Regions from separate parts of the Sus scrofa genome. Here region 1 is linked to region 2. A link is a contact called in public Hi-C data. All regions are on one chromosome and are shown on one strand. Each heading gives the region's core, a stretch centred on a gene start, on an enhancer-like site or on the middle of the called end of the contact. The rest is flanking DNA. Distances are from core to core; before and after follow the strand shown.

Evidence for each region. A called contact is a pair of places that touch in the nucleus more often than the background predicts.
Region 1: a contact with region 2 is called in a Hi-C map of skeletal muscle, with 6 times the contacts expected there. The contact joins two enhancer-like sites. A contact is called at or near these places in 1 of 47 Hi-C or Micro-C datasets (skeletal muscle) and 1 of 2 datasets of contacts at active chromatin or transcription factors (skeletal muscle).

What each region holds. Positions count from the first base shown.
Region 1 is chr1:232,735,187-232,739,070 of Sscrofa11.1, forward strand. All of the region lies in intron 2 of LOC102167422 (a long non-coding RNA gene), which reads left to right. Among named protein-coding and RNA genes, the nearest start is that of NPAP1, 340 kb to the right of the region's middle. Within about 2 kb of position 2,360, at least 5 of the 83 cell types and tissues checked have an H3K27ac peak or open chromatin away from gene starts, as enhancers often do. A contact at or near this core is called in skeletal muscle, where this site is marked.
Region 2 is chr1:232,590,173-232,594,017 of Sscrofa11.1, forward strand. All of the region lies in intron 2 of LOC102167422 (a long non-coding RNA gene), which reads left to right. Among named protein-coding and RNA genes, the nearest start is that of TLE4, 240 kb to the left of the region's middle. Within about 2 kb of position 2,454, at least 2 of the 83 cell types and tissues checked have an H3K27ac peak or open chromatin away from gene starts, as enhancers often do. A contact at or near this core is called in skeletal muscle, where this site is marked.

The DNA of each region.
Region 1 (3,884 bases), core at 1,110-3,609, 140 kb after region 2:
ATTACTAAGATGACAAACCCCTTGAAAGGAAGTTTATGAAGCACTGCTCCAGTCAGGTTCAGATCCTTTTGGGATCATTTGAGTGATAACTGTGTGGGTGTTACTCCCTGTAGATTATCATTTTCTTTCTGCCTTCATTTCCTTTAGCAGAAATGAGAGGCTGCGTCGCTCACAGGGTGTTCTTGTGTGATGTGTGGGTTTCCCTTGCTGAGAAGTCTCAGGAGGCACAGCCTGACCCCAGGTGGGAAGGCTCTGTTATCATCTGGAATGAGAGGCCAGCCAATGCCTAGGCAGGGGGCACCAGGGAACTCTTTTTAGCTGGTTGTATGGATGTGTCCTCATGTCCAAAAGGGGTAGGACCTATTGCTTTGCATCCTTCAAATCTCAGTGAAAATGCTCCCTTCCTACTCTCCCTCCCCCAAGACTTCCTTCCCTATTGTTCCCACTGAGCTTAGTACATTATCTACAGTATATTAATTGTATTTAATTATAATACAGATAGTTCAATTACCAAGTATGCATTATGTACCACACAGTTTATACATATATTCACTTATCCTATCATTCATTCATGAGTTGATACATGAACATCTTTTAAACCTAAGTCACTGTGCTAGGTAAATCCTTGGGACATCAAGACAGTAAAACAGCTGCTTTTAGGAAATTTAGCATTTAGTGGGTTTAGTGGTGGTGGTGGGGTTTCAAATACCATTTACTGAGTGGCTATTGTGTTTTAGTTGCTGTGCATTGTCTCTAATTTCATAACCATCCTGTAAGATAAGACCAGGGAAGCAGACACTCAGAGAGTAAACTCATTTGACTGCTTTGAGGCCACATGGTTAGGAAATGAAACAGCTGAGATTACAATTTAAATCTCATTGGTTCACGACTAATTTTTTTTTCCTTAATTACATTCCTGTTATTCTCTGCTTGTTAGTATCTTTGCAAATGGCAGCTGTAGCTCTTTGCCCCCGTCATTTCCTTTAGCAGAAATGCTAAAGGAAGCATTTTATTGTTTTACTGTAAGATCTATGGGTTAGGGAGCTTATCTCTTTAGCACTGGTTTCTGCCAGAGGGGTTAGGATTTTGTAGGTGTTCCATGAAGATTTGTTGAAAAGATGCTTGCACACGTGAATGAAGTAGAAGGTTCTCCACACTGAGCTTCAGATCCCATTCTTCAAAGTGATCTGGCCTCAGTCAGCCCAGCTCTCTTTCCTAGCTCCAGGCATCTATTACCTGTATCAGTCAGGGTCCAGCCAGTAATTGAAGTAGGAAGTATCTTAACACAGGAATTAGAGGCTTGCATCTCCATGAGAAAGTCTGGGAGCTTAGGCTTGGAGGGAATGGCTGGTGCTCAAGAAATCTGAAAGTGTAGGAAGCTGTGGCAACCTTGCAGTGATTTTTTGATAGGACACTGAGACGTCAAGTTACCGAGGCCACAGTAGCTTCTGGAGAGAAGAGGCTTCTCTTTGCTTTCCAAATGATAAGTGGGAAGCTTTCCTTGGAAGCATCTAACCCAAAATCTTAGAGGTGGATAATGCTGGGAAATGTAGTTCCTAGGAGAGAGAGCAGAAGGAGGTGAGGAGGTTTCTGCGTTAACGGTCTGACTCTTGTTAAATTCATTTTCATTTTCTCTTTGCTCCATGATAGTTTCTCACTGTAAGCCTCAGCACCTGACCTCACTCAGGCGACACTTCCATAAGTCAGCTTGTGTCTCATTGCCAACACTGGCTCTACCCCAACTTTCACCGGTAGCCAAAGGAGATCTAGTTCTTACTAGAACAAGGATATTCTTCTTCTTCTTCTTTTTCCCATTTCCAACAGAGACTAAATTATGAGGTCTAAATCTGGGTAGGGCTTTCAAATAGAGCCCTGACCAGTGCTGAATCAACTTGAAGAATGATGAAGGGCTGGCTTCTCTCTCTCGGCAGCTGCGAGCTTGGTCAGCCCTTTGCAAAGTAAGAGGAAATTTAATGAACCCAAATAAGACATGATCCTTTGTGGCTATAAAAGTTACACTTTGAAAAAGCTCAGCTGGTCAAGAGCCACTTGAAAATGATGTTACTGCTGGGGAACTCTGTCAAAAGTCCTCTCCTCTGGGTGAGTTTCCTTCTCTTTGAGGGAAAACAAAGAGAGGTTTTACAAGCTAGAGAAGGGTCATTTTGCTATTTGAAAGAGCACATTCAAAAATTGAGGCCCAGTGTGATTGGGAGACATCCATAGTCAGTACTTGTTTATTTGTCCAGCTTTACACCATGTAAGTGATGCAGAATCCTTTCCGCCTCTAATAATAACACCCCCGTGGCCCTGAGTTAATGGAAAGCTGGAATGGCCAAATAAGAGCTGGTGCTCAGATTAACCACTGTGGGTCAGACAAGTCCACAGCTGTGGTTGAGGAGGGAGGCGATGGGGTGGAGGGGAGGAAGAGCAGAGGGAGCTCTTCCTAAAATATTTTTGCCTAGTCAACAGATTTAATGCACGGTATTTTACCACCAAATTCATCAAATGGAGGATTTTCGAAAGGATCAGAGGCAATGACCACCTAATTCAGATTCTATGGTATCTAATTGTACAAGCAGCACATTTGGAAATCTTTTGTGCTTAAGGAGTCTTCATCTGTAGAGCACTTGGTTTGCTTATACAGTAGGCAACAGGGCTTAAATGGCATAATTATTATGTGTTTCTAGTTTGCCTCAAATTTTGATTCAATCAGAATCCCTGAATCTGACAGCCTATAATCAAACAAAGGGAGTGCTCTGGAAGCAAGGGATTAACAGAGGGGAATTAAACTGTCGTTTTGAAACAGCTTAGACCAATATGAAAGCCCATTTAGGAGTCTCTCCATAAATATCCCTTTTGTTTTGTCTAATTGCCGGTTTGAATGTATCAGACTCATCAATGGGATTAGGGTTAATAGATGTTTGGTCACGCAGAACATGCAGAGGAGGAATCTGATACACACACACAAAAATTGCACTTAATGAGCTTAGCAAATGTTTGCCATATTTTTAATGAACCCTGGGGCTGTCATTTAGAAATGCTTAGCAACTGCTTTTCCATCCTTGAAAATAGAGCAACTGAAGGACATTAACACTATGTACACCCGTAAATAAGAGGAGCTATTTAAAGACACCAGCCAGGAGGAGGGAATGGTGACACTTTTCTGTCCAAGAGCCAGTGTTACTTAACACTCTGGGTGTGGGTTCAGTGTCTGACAACATATTTGGGAGGTTCAAGTTTCCCCAAAGGGCACTGTGGAGCGTGAGGTTTTTGCAAAGAGTCATATAACCATTTTCCTTTTTTAAGTGAAACCTGTTTAGGATCGAATCTCCCAGTCCCCTCCCCCAGCCCCTGCTTCTGTTTTTCACACCTTCCTGCTGCCCTTTCCAAATATCTGTGGAGAGGCTTTGGAAATTGGAGAATATGTGTTGCTGCCGCTTCCCCAAGTCCAAGGCCGCCATGGCCACGAGGCAGGCCACTCCTCAGCTCAGCTGAGCAGGGTCAGATCGGCAGGCTCTTGGGATTGATTACTCAGAAGATTGAATGATCCATCTTGGGAGCCCTTGGGATTTGGCTCCGAAAGCAGTGCAGTCGGCAGTAATGGGGACTTATTGAAGTAGGCCATGTGGCTTGTGCTGTCAGAGCACAGACTGGGCCTAAAAGAATCAGGTTTTCCTTGGGGAAGGTTTGATTTGATAGACAGAGCACAGCATGCAAGTCCAATGGATTATAGTTAGAGCAAATGAAGGATGACTTGGACCCCTTTGTTTTCATAGAGCCAATTGATTTCAAGGACTTCCTGCTCTCGGCCATCTCCTCCAGCCCTGCCCTTAAGGAGGCAAAAATAGACACCACCTCATTTATGTATGTATGTATGTATTTAT
Region 2 (3,845 bases), core at 1,204-3,703:
TATGGCGTTAATACTGTCCGGCTCAGATAATTGAGAAGGTAAAAGGGGGTAATGTGATGTGGGTATGGAGTGTATGGGCCATTATAAAGGCTAGGTATAATATATGGGCTATTATCATGATAGCTGTTATTGTACTTTGGTTGGTACCTATTGCTTAATCTCTAGAGGAAGCAAAGTTAGAAATCCCTGGGAAAGAGCATTTGTGCACTTGTATTAAAAGTACTCCTTCTTAAAATGGAAAGTATTGCATTTAAGAGACAGAACAATGTCCTTATTTCATCCCTGATAAGATGTCCTGCTTTTAACCCTTGATAGATTCCACTGTTGCCTCTACTGCTTAACTCTCATCCCACCCCCCACTCTGGCCTAAATGCTCCTCTTCCTTAACTGCAGCCACTAGTATTTTGTGACAAAAGACCCCTCCTCCATAGATGGACCATGAGAACCACAGGGCCAGTCCCAGTGTGACTTTTTACCTCCCACAAGAAAATAGTTTCCTACTCCAGTTGAGGTTAAATTTAATCTTTTTGGTGAATGTAGGGCAGCTATACTTTAGTTTCTTAAATAAAAAAGATGTGAGATGAAGTAAGGCATAACATTTAGGGAGACCTACCCAGGCACCGCAGACTTCTAGTGAGGCCGCAGATCTCAGAACTTCACTGTGATTAGAACCATGATGGTGTTAGACTGACGATGGCTTGCTTAACCTTACACTTGCCATGATTCTGGACTGAGCACACTGTTTCCTGTAAAGAAAATCTCTGCTTCTTATGTGCACACAGCAGGTGTTCATCCTTGCACCAGTCCCTACTCAGTGCCACTTGCTGTTTATAGTGATTTTTGAAATTTTTCATTTTGCAAAAATTTCAAACTTATGGAGGTGTTGCAAGTTTAAAGAGAACTGTATAGCTTTTGCCCAGATTGACCAATTTTGTTTTGATTGAACACATGTTAAATTTTAACTCGTTATTAATGAGGGAAACACACAGTGTCACAACTGATTCAAAGGTTTGTTTATAGATCAAAAATATGGAAATGAATTTGCAAATGTATGCAAAACTGGCTTTTTCCACAAAGGGGGAGGGAGGTCTGCTGTACCTCCACTTGACAGAATTTTTGTACAAGAATTGTCTTGCCTTTCTATGAAGACTAATTTTCAGCATTTTGCCACAGATCCTTTATTCTGATTATATTTTCCTTAATGCTTTGAGCTTAGTTTGCATGGCCCTTGCCCCAATGACCATAATACCTTTAATTCACTGGTAATTCTGAGAGAAAACACATTTTCTTATAAAACCATAGCAAGTTACTGAATTTACAAAATTTAACATTGATATAATATTTTAATCTACAATTGATGTTTTGTCAGTTGTTCTGATAATATTCTTGGTGGCATTTTTCATTCTCTAGTACTGAATTCAGTTCAAGGTCATGTATTTTCTATACTTATCTTTTTATTGAGATATAATTGCCATACAATATTATATAGTTTCAGGTGTGCATCATAATGATTTGATATTTGTATATATAAATATCACAGTAAGTCTAGTTAACGTCTGTCACCATTCATTGTTACAATTTTTTTTTCTTGTGATGAGAATTTTTAAGATCTACTCTCTTGTCAACTTTCAAATATGCAATAAGGTATTAAACTATAGTCCCTGTGCTGGTCATTACATCCCTAGGAAATGTTTATTTTATAATAAACCACCTTCACCCATTTTACCCCACCTCCACCCCTACCTCCCCCTCTGGCCACTACCAATCTGATCTCTGTATTTATAGTATCTCTTTAGTTCTTTTTATATTTTCAATAAAGTTTTGGAGTTTATTTGTGGAAGTTACAGAATTTCTGTAATTGTGTGTTCTTCATATGATAATATCCTCAGCTACTATGTCAAAAGCTTACTTTAAAAAAATGCATTTTGATTCCAAATACTGGGGGGAAAATAGCAAGCATATATCAGAACATCAAAGTAAGTCCCACCATGCCTACAGTGTACAAATAGCTGTTGATGAGTTTGCCATGCTTACTGAACTGAATAAGTATAAAAGCTTTGCGTGTGCATTCCTATTTTCAGGCCCAATACAGTACGTTAACCTCAGAATATCAAATTGAATCAGGGGTTCTGAGAAGAGCCGTCTGCAAAGCAGTTAGAATGACACTCTTCATTACACTATCTAGATTCGGGTTTCAGGCAACTATAACCAGACCTTTTCTAACCTCTCACCTACGGTGAGATACGCACAGCTACCCAAGTTAGTGACTGCCTTCTGGCACGGGCCCTGTACCTCTTAAAGTGAAGTCCACTGAGGCCCACAGAGCCAAATCTGAAATTATTAGGAAGAAGCTTTTCTGGATGACATTTTTTTTTTCTTGGTGAAACCCAAATAAGTCTGCTTGCTGCACACACAGTATGTCAGCACGTATTATGCAGTCTGGGGCTGAGTGGATGTGTCAGCTGCCCATTAGACCACACTAAAATAGAATTGCTGGGTGCCTGAAGCATGAAGCATGATATTAGATAAAGTGATGAAATTTCACTCGATTAAAGAGCCAGGTCAAGGACAGTTACCTCAGGAAATTCCTTTTTTCCTCGAATATTCTCGCAACTTTGATGAATTTATCGTTTTCTTGCTTATTTTTCATTATCGTCTGGAACTTTATGAACAATAAAATGTGCCCTCAGCAGGCACTGACATATTGGAGCGATCAGAATCATAGGTTATATTGATTCAAAGAAAGAAAGGGGGGAAAAAGACGGAATTGACATTGCCGCAGGTCAAAAGCCCTTGGAAATGTTGGATTGATTTGTTTAGACAGTTGTTTGATTTCTCACTCTCTTTCTCATTCTCTAGCTCTTTTGTTTTTGTTTTTGTTTTTTCTTAATAAAAGGATAGGAAAAGAAGAGAAAAGGGTGATCTTTTTTATTTTAGGCCAGTCGAAGGATAGGAACAGAAGCATATGGCTTGGCAGAAAGTTTTATTTTTATTTATTTGATTTATAAGGACAGAAGAGAAATGCTTCTTGCAAAGGGCTTCTTTTATCAAAAAGACTTGCAGGCTGAAAATAAATGACTGCATACCTGCACTGCTTCTTAAATTTGAGTTGAAAAACCACAGCTAGCCAGGGTAAAGCAGTCTGGCTGTCCCTTCCAGTAGGAAAAAAAAAAATTTGTAGTTCATTCATACTGTATTCTGACTTATTTACAGTAACATTTGAGGAGTGAAGGGAATGAGAAGTGAATATTCAGATCACTTCAGTTTCCCCCTTAGATCTTGAGGATTCTCCTAGCCCCCCTCCTCCCCTCCCATCCTGCCAGTGAGGGTGGAGGTTCTTAAGTCAGGCGGCATCCAGGACAACCCTGAGGGAGCAGCACTGAGGCCAGCTAATCAGATCATGTAGAACTCTAATTCGATTGGTTCAGCTGCTTCTTCTTTGGGCCAGAAAATCCACAGTTGCAAATGTGCTCATCTGGGGATTTCAGGACATTTTGGAGGCATAAGCTTTCAGCACCACTTGAGGGTCATTACAAACCCCCAACTCAACAGATGATTGAGGAGCCTTAGTTCAATAAATTTCCCAGACAGTATTTTAACTTTGGTGCTTTGATTTCATTCCATGCTGCTTGAGTTTTTAGGTTCCTCTTTCTCCCTTCATAATATAGGAATAATATTAGCATTTATACCTCTTCTGGCTTATAGGATTATAATGAAGATGAAATAAAGGCATCTGTTTATTTACAGGTATGTTGAGGTCCTACGAGGAAAAGTGTCATCTAGATTTCAAATGGTGTCATGACTATGTTTTTATACAATATGAATTTTTAATACTAGTGGACAAA